Regions from separate parts of the Mus musculus genome. Here region 2 is linked to region 1. Evidence: chromatin contacts called from public HiChIP or PLAC-seq data. All regions are on one chromosome and are shown on one strand. Each heading gives the region's core, a stretch centred on a gene start, on an enhancer-like site or on the middle of the called end of the contact. The rest is flanking DNA. Distances are from core to core; before and after follow the strand shown.

The links. HiChIP or PLAC-seq counts read pairs in DNA pulled down with a chosen protein or histone mark.
Region 2: a FOXA1 HiChIP or PLAC-seq map of pancreatic cancer cells shows a contact between it and region 1. The contact joins the promoter of Pgpep1 here to the promoter of Tm6sf2 in region 1. A contact is called at or near these places in 1 of 115 datasets of contacts at active chromatin or transcription factors (pancreatic cancer cells) and 1 of 9 other capture datasets (adipose tissue).

What each region holds. Positions count from the first base shown.
Region 1 is chr8:70,069,443-70,076,071 of GRCm38.p6, reverse strand. Tm6sf2 (transmembrane 6 superfamily member 2) reads right to left here and starts at 3,148. Exons shown (of 10, transcript NM_001293795.1): 1 at 2,983-3,148; 2 at 1,691-1,794; 3 at 643-740; 4 at 469-572; 5 at 1-71. The coding sequence starts at 3,077. Sugp1 (SURP and G patch domain containing 1) reads right to left here. Exons shown (of 14, transcript NM_027481.3): 9 at 6,514-6,620; 10 at 5,899-6,076; 11 at 5,635-5,741; 12 at 4,813-4,958; 13 at 4,421-4,550; 14 at 3,725-4,266. The coding sequence ends at 4,240.
Region 2 is chr8:70,656,578-70,663,206 of GRCm38.p6, reverse strand. Pgpep1 (pyroglutamyl-peptidase I) reads left to right here and starts at 3,469. Exons shown (of 5, transcript NM_023217.4): 1 at 3,469-3,597; 2 at 5,727-5,779. The coding sequence starts at 3,564.

The sequences.
Region 1 (6,629 bases), core at 1,899-4,398:
CCGGGAGAAACACCAGGATGCTCATGGCGAAGGATCCCAGCCAGTAGAGCCCAAGGTTCCGGTACCTTTTCCTGGGAAGGGAAGGGGGATAGCTGTGGCACACTAAACCTCCATCTCAAGCCCTTGCTAGGGCCAGAGGCCACACTGGATCTTTACCTCTGGGTCCCTCCTGGGCCATTTATTTATTTATTTATATTTATGGTAGCCAGAGATGGAACGTGGGTCTTGAGCATGCTCAGTATATGCTTGTTTGACACCTCACACAGGGATAATAAGCATGGGGAATGACACCAATGGTCTAGAAGATGTGGGTCTCCAGCCAGCCATACCTGTTGACAACCTGGAAATGTTCTCGAGCCTTCCCCAGGTGATCACACCCCTTCTCAAACACTTCTGGTTCCCCAGAGACTTGGGACTCACTCCAGGAATCAATCTCCTCCTGGGTTCCTAGTCTTCTGTCCCCCTCACCTTTTGCGGATGGCACCAGCCATTGTCAGATAGAGCAGGTAGTGCACAGTACCATCCCAGTAGCAGATGAAGATGCCATGTGCTGTGCGTAGGTAGGGCTCACCCTGTGGGCAGGAGTGGGGCTCAGGAGCATGCATGATGGGGCCAGAACCACACCCAGCTATCCCACACTACCTCCTTGGTGTAGAAATCCATGAAGCCCATCATGTAGCCATCTTCTTGGAGTGCAATGACAAGGTCCACCACCGAGGTGAAGGAGAAGATCACAAAGACTGGAGACAGAGAAGGTGGGACTGAGCAGGTGAGTGGGGTTGACATGGACAAGGACAGGGCCAAGTATGGGTGTGGCTAAAGCCAACACAATGACAGTTTGGGCCTGGGCAATCTCAGGTTCTGTTCTTTTGACACAGGGTCTGTAGCCTAGGCTGCCCTGGGACAAATGAAAATCCTCCTGCTGCAGATTCCCAATTGCTGGGATTACAGGCTCTCAGCACCACATTAGCTTTTAGTTCAGCTTATAATTGGGCTTGAAACATCAGGTCCAGCCGGGCAGTGGTGGCACACCTTTAATCCCAGCACTTGGGAGGCAGAGGCAGGCAAGTTTCTGAGTTCAAGACCAGCCTGGTCTACAGAGTGAGTTACAGGACAGCCAGGGCTATACAGGGAAACCCTGTCTTGAAGAAAGAAGAAAAAAGAAAGAAAGAAAGAAAGAAAGAAAGAAAGAAAGAAAGAAAGAAAGAAAGAAAGGAAGGAAGGAAGGAAGGAAGGAAGGAAGGAAGGAAGGAAGGAAGGAAGGAAGGAAGGAAGGAAGGAAGAAAGAGAAAAAGAAACATCAGGTCTAAGGAAAGGTGACCAGGCCACACATAATAGCATCCATTCTACATTCTATATATGTGATGAAGGAAGTCCCAAGTCTGGAGCTGGACAAAGTGCCATTGTCATTCCAGCATTCAGAACTCAGATAGAGGCAGGAAGATTAGGAGTTAGGGTCAGCTCAGGCTACATGAGTCCTGGGAAGGGCATAGGGGAGAAAGACATAATTACTTCTCTCTGGAGTTCCACCTCTGAAAGACACCCTTTGAGGTTCTCCAGTCTAATGGTATTCCAGGCCCTCCGAGTTCCACAGTTAATGGGAACCACTCAAAGACTAACAGAGGTCCTTGGGTTGGTCTTTAGCCTTTGCCCAGAGAACCCTGCTCCTCAGCACCTCCCAATGACTCACCAGCATAGAGAGGGTCGTAGGTGATCTCCCCATGAGATAGGCTATAGACTGCCAGGAAGAGCAGACCCAGTATCAGAGCACTCGTCAGCACCACAAACAGGGGCCTGGGGGAAAATCGAGTGCTTGGGTGAGACCTCCTGGAGGAATTATTCAGAAAGTGTCAGCAAAGGAGAATGAGACCTGACTTCTCCATCAGTGGTTTCTTGGTTAGGTTTTCTACTTGGCAAACTCCTACTCATACTTCAAGGCTTATCCATATTGCTCCCACTGGAAGCCCTCTCTGATTTCCCTATCTCTGTGTTTCATCATTAGCTAATACTCATTCCTTTGGATTTGCCAGGTCACTCATTGAGCCTCACCCTTCATGTGGTTGGACTCTGATGGGAGGGAATCTAGTATTTTCTTGAGGCTCCCAGTTTCTCTCAACTAAAGTCCAAATGTCTCCAACTGCACTTCCCTATTCTTGCTCAGTTACACCGAAGTTATACAGTCTGATAAGACAGTTCAGCTAGCTGCATAGATAACACAAGCCAGGTCTCTGGGCTTCCCTTAACACAGCTGGACAAACAAACCAAAACCCAGAGAGGGGAATCCACCTGTCTGGTGCCACACAGCCAGTTTTTGTTCAATTCTCCTAAACTACCCAGGCCCACATTTCATAAACTCCATCCTGGTTTTACTTAACCAAAATGCCAACACTAATCTTGACACTGCACAGAACTTGTGATCCTCACCCATGACGATAGTGAAACCCAGATAGATAAAGAGACCTGGGCTCCCAAAGGGCACTTGGCTCACTCAGACTCTCAGGAGACAGGTACCAGGGAGTCAGACCTATGGCTAAGGCCCTCTCTATCCCACTGTTTGAGTTAACTGAGCTTTGGAGTGAGGGGATTGCTGGACCTCCGGGGTCTATCTGAAGATAGAAGTCAGGGACAGGGTGCTCATTGCTTGTAGGGGGAGTTAACTCTAGGCCTGAGACAGAGACGATGGTACAGGGCATGCGTACCAGGGAAGTTGGGTGAGTTGGGCTTTATCTAGGAAAATACTTTGACCCTGGGTGACTTTGGAACTGGCACAGCATACATCCCTGGAATACTCGTAAATGCCACAACCCACTATGGCTCCACATCACCTTTCCCCAGAAACTTACAACTTCATCTTCCTGACAGCGCGGCTGGAGAGGGATTTCTGCTTGCAATGGCGTTCCCCCGGCCCAGCTCCCATCCTATGGGATTTTGCTACCCCTCATCCTCCCTCCAGCCCCATGGTCCTCATGGACGAAAACGCACTGTGAGAACGCCGAAACTTGATTGAGTAGGTAGGACACTGGCAGGGCGCAGAATGACATTGCCACAGTCCTGCCGGCTAGGGGCGGGATGTCCATGGCAGCGGCACCCCGACCCCGGCGAGGCCTCCAGGACGCTTGGCTCCGTGACCGCAGCGCGTCAGAGCTCTGAGTTGCCAGGAACCTGCCTGCCCCCCCCCCCCCCCCCGCGCGCAAAGGTCGCCCCGCGCAGGAGCTGGTCACCACCCTTTCCTGTGTTGAGGTTCTTGGCCAGTATGCGGAGGGGGTGGGTGGGGAGTGCCGCCCTACTATCAGGAGACTCCGCCCATAAGCTCCCTTTCTCAGTCCTTTTATCCATTGCACAGCGTCCTTTCCCAGTTTTCAGCCGTCCCACATCTGCAGCCATGCCCCCTTACCTCTACCCAGCTTATAACTCCGCCCCCATACCCTAGTCACCTGTGGGGCTGAACTGTAGAGACTTCCCTTTACCGAGTCCACAATAGTCCCTTACCTAAGACCCATTCACCTCTCCTAGCCCTACTCACAGGCATTAGCTCAAGAGTGCAGCCACGCTCTACATGGCCCCGCCCCCAGGCCCTACACTCACAACTTGTACACACTGCAGTCCAGCCCCTGGCCACACTCCCACTACTCAGCTCTGCCAACTCTAGGACCTTTTGTGTCATGCCCAACCAGATCTTGGGAGAGGGAAACATTGGGGAGATGGAAGACCAGAGGAGCAAGACTGGAGTACTCAGATTTATCATTCTTATTCTCTTGAGGACTTTGACTAGCTGGAGAGGTCTGGGGAGGATCCAGGGCAGCACAAATGGGATGAAGCTGCAAAGATTGACCATCACGGGCTCCAGCTGGGCTCTTGCAGCTATGCAGTGAGCAATACATGAGACAGCCCAGGCCTCTGCCTCTAGACAGGCCCTACCCATACTCCAGCTGTGCCCAGTCCACACCAGCCCATGCACATATCATGAAGTGTTTGGAAGCCTCTTTTTCCTCTGCCTGGGGTAAAGTCTGAATCAACTGGCTGGTCTCCAGTTACTGTGAACTCAATGAGCCTCAGTGGGACTGGAGGAGGGACAAAAGAGGTTTCTGGCAACAGCAGGAACTGGAATGCTGGACAGGTGAGCATTGGGACTTTAATACACAGCACAACACTTGTGACCACAGGATAGAGATGGATGCCAGAACATTTCATAGTCCAAGGATGGCCGATCTGAATGTAGACTTTGTGTTTCCAGAATATTCAGTAGTAGGGCCGTCTGGGGTTGTTCTGTGGAAGCCCAAAAAGATCAAAGGAGTGTTAGTGGAAAACTATAGGTCCTCCCTCCACAACGTTGCAGGCAGCAGAGCTGACATCCTGTGAGGGCTACAGCAGGGGTTTTGTCATCTCTCTCAAACTAACAGGCAGTCAGGGAGGCACGCACCAGCGGGTTGGGCCGGAATCGGTAGGCCAGCATCATCCTCTTGCGGAAGGCCTCGTACTCATCATCCTCCTTGGAGAGTTCAGCTGGCCGGTCGATGCCAAAGCCAGCTCCATCTATTGTGGTGGCACCCCTGTGGAAGGAAAACCAGCAGTCATGAGTAGGAACCAGGATGAGACAGACAGGAAGGGCTTCTGGGGTACTGGGGTGGGGACTGGTGGCAGGGTTGGCAGGTCCTAGATTCACTCAGACATGGGGTCAGAGGCCAGCTTCACGGTCAAGCAGTGTGGGTAGCAAGGCTTTACATACTAGTTAAACCAGAACTAGTTGTCACTAGCTGGAACCTTAGGACTTGTCCATCTGTGTGCTCCCGCAAGCCCTGTGGCAGCACTCACTTGTTCACTGGGTTCTTGATGCCCTGGCCCTCAGTGCCCAGCCCCTCGCCCTCTTTCCAGCCCATCTTCATGAGCATCTGGTAGCCAATGTTTTCCACCGTCAGCTTAAACTCCTTATATTCTGAGTAGTCTGGCTCTCTGCCCTCCTGCAACAGAAGAGAGGAGAAAGTTGCCAGCCATGGGGACTATAGCTGTCCCTAGGTCCCAGTTCTGGCTCCAATGCCTGCCCAACTTGATCTTAGTTAGCCTCATGCCAGACTGGTTCCACCCATGTGCCCCAGCCATCAGTGGTTGACTCCACTGAAATAAATCAAGCTCTTCATCCTTATGCTGTCTTCAAAGGGCTGAGCTTCCAGGCACTCAAGTCAAAGGGGACAAGGTGACCATTAACATGGCCTGTTTGGGACGTTAACAGTTTACAGGCCAAGAGTAGCTCATGTTCTAAGAGCAATTTGTTCTGAATACCCAGCTTGGGAACAATCTGTCACACAGAATGCTAAACAGACATAACTATGGGATACAAAGAAATGCCAATTCATGTCTCATCAGCCCCCTGGTTCTTGAGCCCACCACAGTGGGGCAGCATGCAAGACGGTGCCTTTCTGCAATTGGGTGGCAGAGGAACATGACAAAAGAACATGGCTAGCCTGATCTACACAAGTTCCAGATCAGTGAGGACTGCATGACAAGATCCTGTTTTAAGGAAGAAAGAAAAGCTATCCTTGGGCCCCAGCTCTGAAACTGTGATTTCCCACTGGCTGGAAGACACTACACTATGTGTTAATTCCCCTCCTGTCCATGCCTGCCCATCGGCTTCCCCACCTTCAGGGCCTTGAAGGTCTCCATGAACTTCTCCAGCTCATCAGGGGGCAGAAAGTCACCGATGAAGTGCTTGCCCCGACCCATCTGTGTCAGCTGCTCTGCCCACTCTGCTCAGAGAGGAGAGGAAGATGAGTGAGTGGCAAGGGATGAGAAAGTAGTCGATAGCAATGGTGCTATTTCTGGATCGGTGGAGCCTCTAGACCATGTGCCATGGCCAAGTGGTGCAGGTAAGTGGGGTTCACCCTCTTTTCATGTCCCACATACCCCGTGTCTTGTCCATCTCCATGCGTCGCAGCTGGTGCTCCCAGGTGCCCAGTTCACTGTCTACCTCCTCATCACTGTCATAGCCATGCTGGTGTTGCTGCAGCGCCTTCTCCCACAGAAGCTGCATGTCTTGCATGGCGCGCTTGTGCTGCATAATCATGTCATACATCTGCTGCATCTGCGGAGTGGATAGGCAAGTGCTCATTGAAAAGATCTCCTTGCTCAGAAGAGCAGGCAGGGCAAGAGCTGCAGCCTGTCACATCCATGTCCCAGCATGGGTAGGGACTCTCAGCCACAGAACAAGGACAGTAGCTGACATCAGGCTGCAGGCCTATTGCAGGGTGGGGCTAGGAGCTTAATCTGCCCAGCAGACTCCTCGATGGTGAGGTCAGACATCAATGTCTCAGATCATCAGGGTCCCAAAGCATAGGAGAATATACCCAGAGACTGGAGGAAGCTGGGGAAGGGGAGATCGAATGTGAGACCTCTCTTTAGGAACAGTCTATAGGCCCTGGGGACTTGCCTGTTAGGGACTCCTCAGATAGCACTCATACATTAATACTCATGTGACCCTTCATCTTAGGGCAGAGCTGAGTTACCTGCCTGTGGCCTTACCTCCTGCTGCTCCTTCAGCTGCTTCTTTTGTGCATCAGACAGCTCTGTGACACCCACCAGGCCCACAGGTTTCCCCTTCTCATAGCCAAGCCCTTTGAGATCCTGAACTAGAAATA
Region 2 (6,629 bases), core at 2,220-4,719, 590 kb before region 1:
CAAGCACTAGAAAGGAAAGGATATAATGAAGGATTCTTCACTAACAACACTCATGTGTTGGTCTGCCTTACATTACATAGTTGATCTGCATTTGTCCAGACTCCATAGAGAGAAACTTCACCAAAAACTTGTGGTGGTAGGCTGCAGTGATGTCAGCTGAGACAGCCGCTCAGCCGAGGAAAGATCCTCAGGAGACACGTGATGTTTGGAGGGTGCATAAATAGGCCCAGCAGACAGTGATGAAGGCTGAGCGAGGCTTGCTTATGGAGCTAGCTGTGCAACACTTGTGGGTCCCATGTCTTCGCTGATCTTCACTTCACTGAGAGAGAGATACAGCTGAGAACTTCTCTGGGTGTTCCTGCTGGTCCCTCCTGTTGCTGTCTCCTTGGGAGCTGGAGGCCTGGCTGTCTCTGCTAGGTAATGCCGCCACTGCTGCTAATTCATGTTTGCTATCCCAACTCTACTGAACTGGACTGCTGGTGTATTTGTAAAGTGTTTGTGAGTAGATCTAGCTGCCACTGCTACCCTGTCACCTGAACTGCTGATTTCTAGACGACACAGCCAGGAGTTGCTCCAAAGAACCATTTCTAAACAGGCCCACTCTGCCCCTCCCCGTATCCTTTCTTTTTCACTACCTCTGATGGGTGGTGAGCTAAAAGGGAGGTTAAAGCATTTAAAAACCATCTTTAAAAATAAAATTAGGCCGGGCAGTGGTGGCACATGTCTTTAATCCCAGCACTTGGGAGGCAGAGGCAGGCAAATTTCTGAGTTCGAGGCCAGCCTGGTCTACAGAGTGAGTTCCAGGACAGCCAGGGCTAAACAGAGAAACCCTGTCTCGAAAAATAAATAAATAAATAAATAAATAAATAAATAAATAAATAAATAAATAAAAAAAATTAGGGGGCTGGAGAGATGGCTCAGCAGTTAAGAGCACTAACTGCTCTTCTGGAGGTCCTGAGTTCAATTCCCAGCAACCACATGGTGGCTCACAACCATCTATAATGAGATTTGATGCCCTCTTCTGGTGTGGCTGAAGACAGCTACAGTATCTTCATATAAATAAAATAAATAAATCTTTAAAAAATAAAAAAATTAAACAAATTAAAGTTACATAATTGATTGCAGCCTTCTGGGTACCTCTGGATTATGAGTGTGTCTCTGGGTGTATTGGGACCTGGGCTCTTAGATGTTCCAACCATCCATAAGGATGCCAGAGCTCAAATAAGCTGTGTTGAGTGTGACTTCCAGCCTGGGCTTGTACACAGGACTCCCTGGTATCAGGTCCAAAGGAAATTATTTCTCCAAGCCCCAAAAGGCAGTCCAGCTATCCAGAAATGAGTTCAACCTGGGCTATGGGAAGATTTCTAGCAGTTAAGTAAATGCTGGATTTCCTCAGGATCTTGGAAATTATTTCCCATCTACCAAAAGGAGTCATTTCTTACTCTTACTTCAGGCAGAAGGAACATATGGCTACCAGTGGTGCCTATCAGCAGACCAAAGCACATGCTGGCCTCCAGGCTCCCTTAGTGTCTCAAGTAACTGTCTCTCAATTCACAGTTCTCGCTAGCCCTTCCTGTCTTCTTCCCCAGCCTAAACTCAGTCCAATGAGGGCCCCCATCTACTCATTCTCCTAATTACCCTGCATGTGCTCTTGCTCTCTCTCTCTCTCTCTCTCTCTCTCTCTCTCTCTCTCTCTCTCTCTCTCTCCTATTGCCCCTCCCCCAACATACTATGGATCCGTTTGTCTGTTTATATGCTATGCAGTCAGAGGAAGGGTTCTTGGCTGTGCATGGGAGCCAGTGTTCCCCCAGTGTCCCGGAACATGGAGGGTCATAACTGCTTGGAACAAGATGCTTGTGGCTCAGTAAGGCCCCACCCTGCCTCTGCAGACACAGATAGGGGGCTCTGTTTTCTCCTGGTGTTTTTGCAGAAATCACAATAGAGGATTACAGGGTAGGCAGGGGATGTCCCAGGTACCCAAATGGTGGTTGGGCACCAGGTCAAACACCAGCCTTCAGCAAAAGGCTGCCTTGACAGGCTAACCCTAAAGCAGCTGAAGTGACACACACCATAGTAACAAATAAGATTTTTTAAAGCCGAGCGTGGTAGCGTATGCCTTTAATCCCAGCACTCAGGAGGCAGAGGCAGGCAGATCTCTGAGTTCGAGGCCAGCCTGGTCTACAAAGTGAGTTCCAGGACAGCCAGGGCTATACAGAGAAACCCTGTCTCGAAAACACCAAAAAAAAAAAAAAAAAAAAAAAAAGATTTTTAAAAATATGAAACATTAGAAAAATGGGACCTCCTTAAGATGAGCCTAAACGATGTCCAGGTAGGGGATGGAAAAACAGCGTCCTTAAAAGGAGATGACAGTCGGAGAAGGACTGCAGGAGGAGGAAGTCTGGGCAGTGAACAGCTAGATGTGCAGGTGAGCAAAGGCTCTGGGGTAATAAGGTGCAACCTGGAGCCAAGGAAAGGAAGTATTCCAGTTAGCCATGTTGGCAGAGAGTCAAAGCTCTTCCTCCTGCGCCCCTCCCTCAGCTTTCTGCTGAAGTGACACTTCTGTCTTCCTCAGAGCCATGCCTCGGTGTCCTTGTTTGTAAACTGTGATGAGTGAACACAATCAAATTGTTCCCCCGCCCTATGTCTTACAGGAAGAGAAACTGAGACTGAGAAGGTTGGAGCGGAGCACACTCCCATTGCCCACTTACGTGTTGGAGGCACGTTTAAAATTCAAGTAGGGGGAGGGTCCTGGCAGCGAATAGGCGTGGCCAGGCAGGGGGACCAGGGGAGATGGCCTGGGCTGGTCGATACTTGGGGCGGGGCATGGCTCCAGGTACCTTGTGAGCCCTGCGGCCACAGGGAACCTGGCGGTGGTAGACTGGGGGCGGAGCCTAGATGGAGACCCGGTATGCATGCCCAGCTCAGTGTTTTCAGTGGCATAAAGGGAAGGGGGGTCGGGGTCGTTGCCCTAGGTGGGTTCAGGGCGGAGTAGATTTTAGAAGGAAGAAGTTTCAGAGAGCATGGCCTGAGCCAGGGATGTCATGGGTCGCGGGTGTGAACGTGGACTGCGGCCTGGCCGAGGGGCATTGGAAGGATCTGCACTTGCGTGGGAGTAGGCGGAGGTACATGACCTGGGCCCAGTTGTTTTAAGGATGGGTTTGGGAGTGTCTTGGGAGCTTGGGACCTGGCTGGAGCGTGACCCCGACCTGAGAGTTTGGAAAGCTCCAGGCGTGTGATTCTTGGGGGCGTGGTGGGTCCCTTACAGGACCTGGAGGAGGGTCTTTGGAAGACTGGGGGCGGGGTTGGCTAGGGGTGTGGTTTCTAGGAGGCGTGGCCTAGGAATGGCCTGGCCCGGGCGTTGGGGTCCAGGGTGTAGTGGTGCGCTTGGGGCTCGGCGGAACCCGGGGGGCCGCGCAGGGGAGCGTACAGCTGGTCGGGGGCGTGTCCGGGGCGTGTCCGCGCAGGCCCAGCGTTAGGGGGCGGGGCCGAGCGGCCGGGCGGGGCTCGGGGGTCCGTGTCCGCTCCAGTCCCTACAGCCAGGATCCTAGAGAGTGCATTCCACCATGGAGCAGCCGCGGAAGGCGGTAGTGGTAACCGGTAGGTGCATCTGGACCGGGGCGGCGGGGCAAGTGTTCGCGGTTGCCAGAGGTTTGCAGTTGTCGCCGCCCGCGATAGCACCGTTCGGTCCTGGTAACCTGGAAAGTCCGGGGTCACGCGGCCGGGAGTTCGGAGTGCGCGGGGACTAGGGTGCAGACAGGTCACCTCGCGTACTGCAGTCCCTCCCTGCCTCTTCAGAGCTCTGGCATGTCCCCACCCGCTGACCCCGGGGACAAAGGCGGGTTTACGGCCAGGAAAAGTCCCAGTGACATACGATCCGCTCAGCTTCTGCTCCTGGCACCTTGTATTGTTGGAGGGGCCTGCAACCCGGTTTGGGGCAGGTGTTGGGCCTGGAGTCAACCTGACCCCGGAATGACCCAGGGACTCTAGAGACCAGCTCCTACTGTCACCAGCACCCCCGGAAGCCAACTGTTCTTATTTCCAGGCCTTGGAGGAGGGCACTCGGGTTAGCCTCTGCCCTGAGAGGCCACAGGGAGTGAGCCAGGAAAAACTCCCACTCCTACAGGTGTTTTATAACTGAGAAAGGTTGGGACTTTCTCCCTGCTGTTCCCTGCAGTACAAGTGTGAACGACAGTGTCCCTGATCCATTGGAGCATTCTGGGGGTGGGGGTGTTTATTTGGTTGGTTGGTTTATTAAGATAGAGTCTCATTCTGTTGCACTATCCTGCTGACCTGGAACTTAACTCTGTGACCAAGGCTGGCTACAAACCCAGGGTGATGATTTAGCTTCAAACTTCCAAATGATAGGGTGAGCAGCATGTGCCACCATGATGAGATGCCCCAAGATGTGTCCTCTACCTGCTGTCCTGAGGTATGGTGGCTCTCTCTTAACCTCTTAACACTGGCAGCAGGCTCTTACCACCTGAGTTACACTAACCCAGGTTCTTAGATGTGTGTGTGTGTGTGTGTGTGTGTGTGTGTGTGTGTGTGTAGAGGTTAACCTTGGGTGTCATTACTCAGGCTCCATCCACCTCTGTTTTGAGAAAGTGTCTCAATTTAGGACGCATTCAGAGGTAGCATTTTTCAACCTGTGAGTCACGACCCCTTTGTGGGCCAATTGACCCTTTCACAAGGGTCACCTCAGATTGTGGGGAAACACAGATTTTTATATTATGATTCATAACAATAGCAAAATTACAGTTATGAAGTAGCAAAAGAGAGAAAGAAAGAGAGGATGGCAGCATTAGGAAGGCTGAGAACCCCTGCTCTAGAGCTTGCCAGTTAGGCTAGACTAACTGGCCATAGCGCCCCAGACTGCCTGTCTCTGCTTCCTCAGCCCTGGGAATACAAGTTTGTGCCTCCTCACCTCCGGTATATGGTGCTGGAGAGCTGAACTCGGGCCCTGTGTGGCAACTGACTGAGGTATCTTTCCAGCTGTATTTATTTATTTTGAAGCAGGGTCTCATGTAGCCTGGACTGGCCTGAAACAGTCTTGGAGTCTGGGTCTGCACCATGGCACCCAGAGGCCAGTGGGCTGGTTTTTGTTTTTCTCAATTTAACTTTTCTTGGCAACCCAGTGGCTAGAGAAGGAGGCCGAGTTACCCATATGGGATAAATCCCAGCCTCTTCCCACTCCTGCTGTGTGACCTGGTAGAGTCAGCCCCCTCTCTGCGTCACTTCTTGCTCATGACAGTTAGGCCCTGGAAACCCTGACTTCAGAGGGAATGGAGCCAAATGCCACAAGGCCTTGGAGGTCTGTCTTGGTCAGAGATAGGACCTGGAGGTTGAAGGTTGAACTGACCAAAAGCAGAAGCAGTCTGGTGTCCACCCAGCCTGTCCTGGAGACACCCCCCTCCCAGTCTCTGTGAGCTAATCTTAAAGTAGTGGTGGTCCACAGCCCCACCCAGACAGTGATAGAGTAGTTGGATTTTGGCTGGAGAACAGAGCATTGAAGAGAGAGGCTAACTAGGTCCTCCCAGGTGTGAGGACCCAATTGGGACAAGGAAGCCTGTGCCTGTCACCCCAGGACTCAGCAAGTTGAGGCCACAGCCCATAGCTGGGGCATACCAGGAAGGACTGGATAAGAAGCTAGAATAGGGGTGTGTCTGGGGATGAGATTTCAGAACTCAGGTAAGAAGAGAGAATAACTTCTCTTTTCCTGTTTTCAGGATTCGGCCCTTTTGGGGAGCATACTGTGAATGCCAGCTGGATCGCTGTCCAGGTAACTCTGATCTGGGGGAGGAGCCTCGCCAGGAGCTGAGTATCTTTCCAAGTACTTAATACAATTTAACAGTGAATTTTAACCTTGACTTTTTTTTTTTTTAAACCCAAGATGTAATTCTATATAGCCCAAGCTCATGATCCTCCTGCCTCAGCCTCCTGAGCAGTAGCTGAAAACCTTTTCAATTGACCTGGTATGGTGGAACACACCTTTAATCCCAGCACTTGGGAGGCAGAGGCCAGCCTGGCCTACAGAGTGAGTTCCAGGACAGCCAGGGCTACACAGAGAAATCCTGTCTCGAAAAACAAACAAACAAACAAACAAAACAAAACAAAAACAAAAGAAAAGAAAAGAAAGGTGGAGTGTGTTCCGGCGGGTTCCCTGTGGCTGGGGAGCAGGCGCCCTGGGCAGGGACTCAGTCTCTTCACTGAGAACCTCAGGGGGTGGCTCTTCCCAGAGTGCCATCCAAGAAGTGACTCTACTAACTTGTATTTCCTTGCCAGATGGGACATTCAGACAGACAGACTAGGGAACAATTGAGTGGAGAGAAACAGACGTTTGATTCTTTGGTAATAACTGGCTGGGACGGCAGCAGACCAGGATTAATTTTAGCCCATTAGCTGTGTGATTTAAGGGTTCTCTCTTCTCACCCGAGACTCCCACGTCCCCCACCACCAGCCTGTCACCCTCCCCGTGCTGCAGACCTCAGAAGTCCCAGCTGCTTTAGCACCTCCCTCTTTTCTTTCCACCTTCACTCTGTGAGCCAGGTGGAGGACCCCGGGGTCCCAGGGACCTCGCAGATGGGAGTGTGGCCGGGCCCCTGCTTGTGCATCCACTCCCGGGACCACCA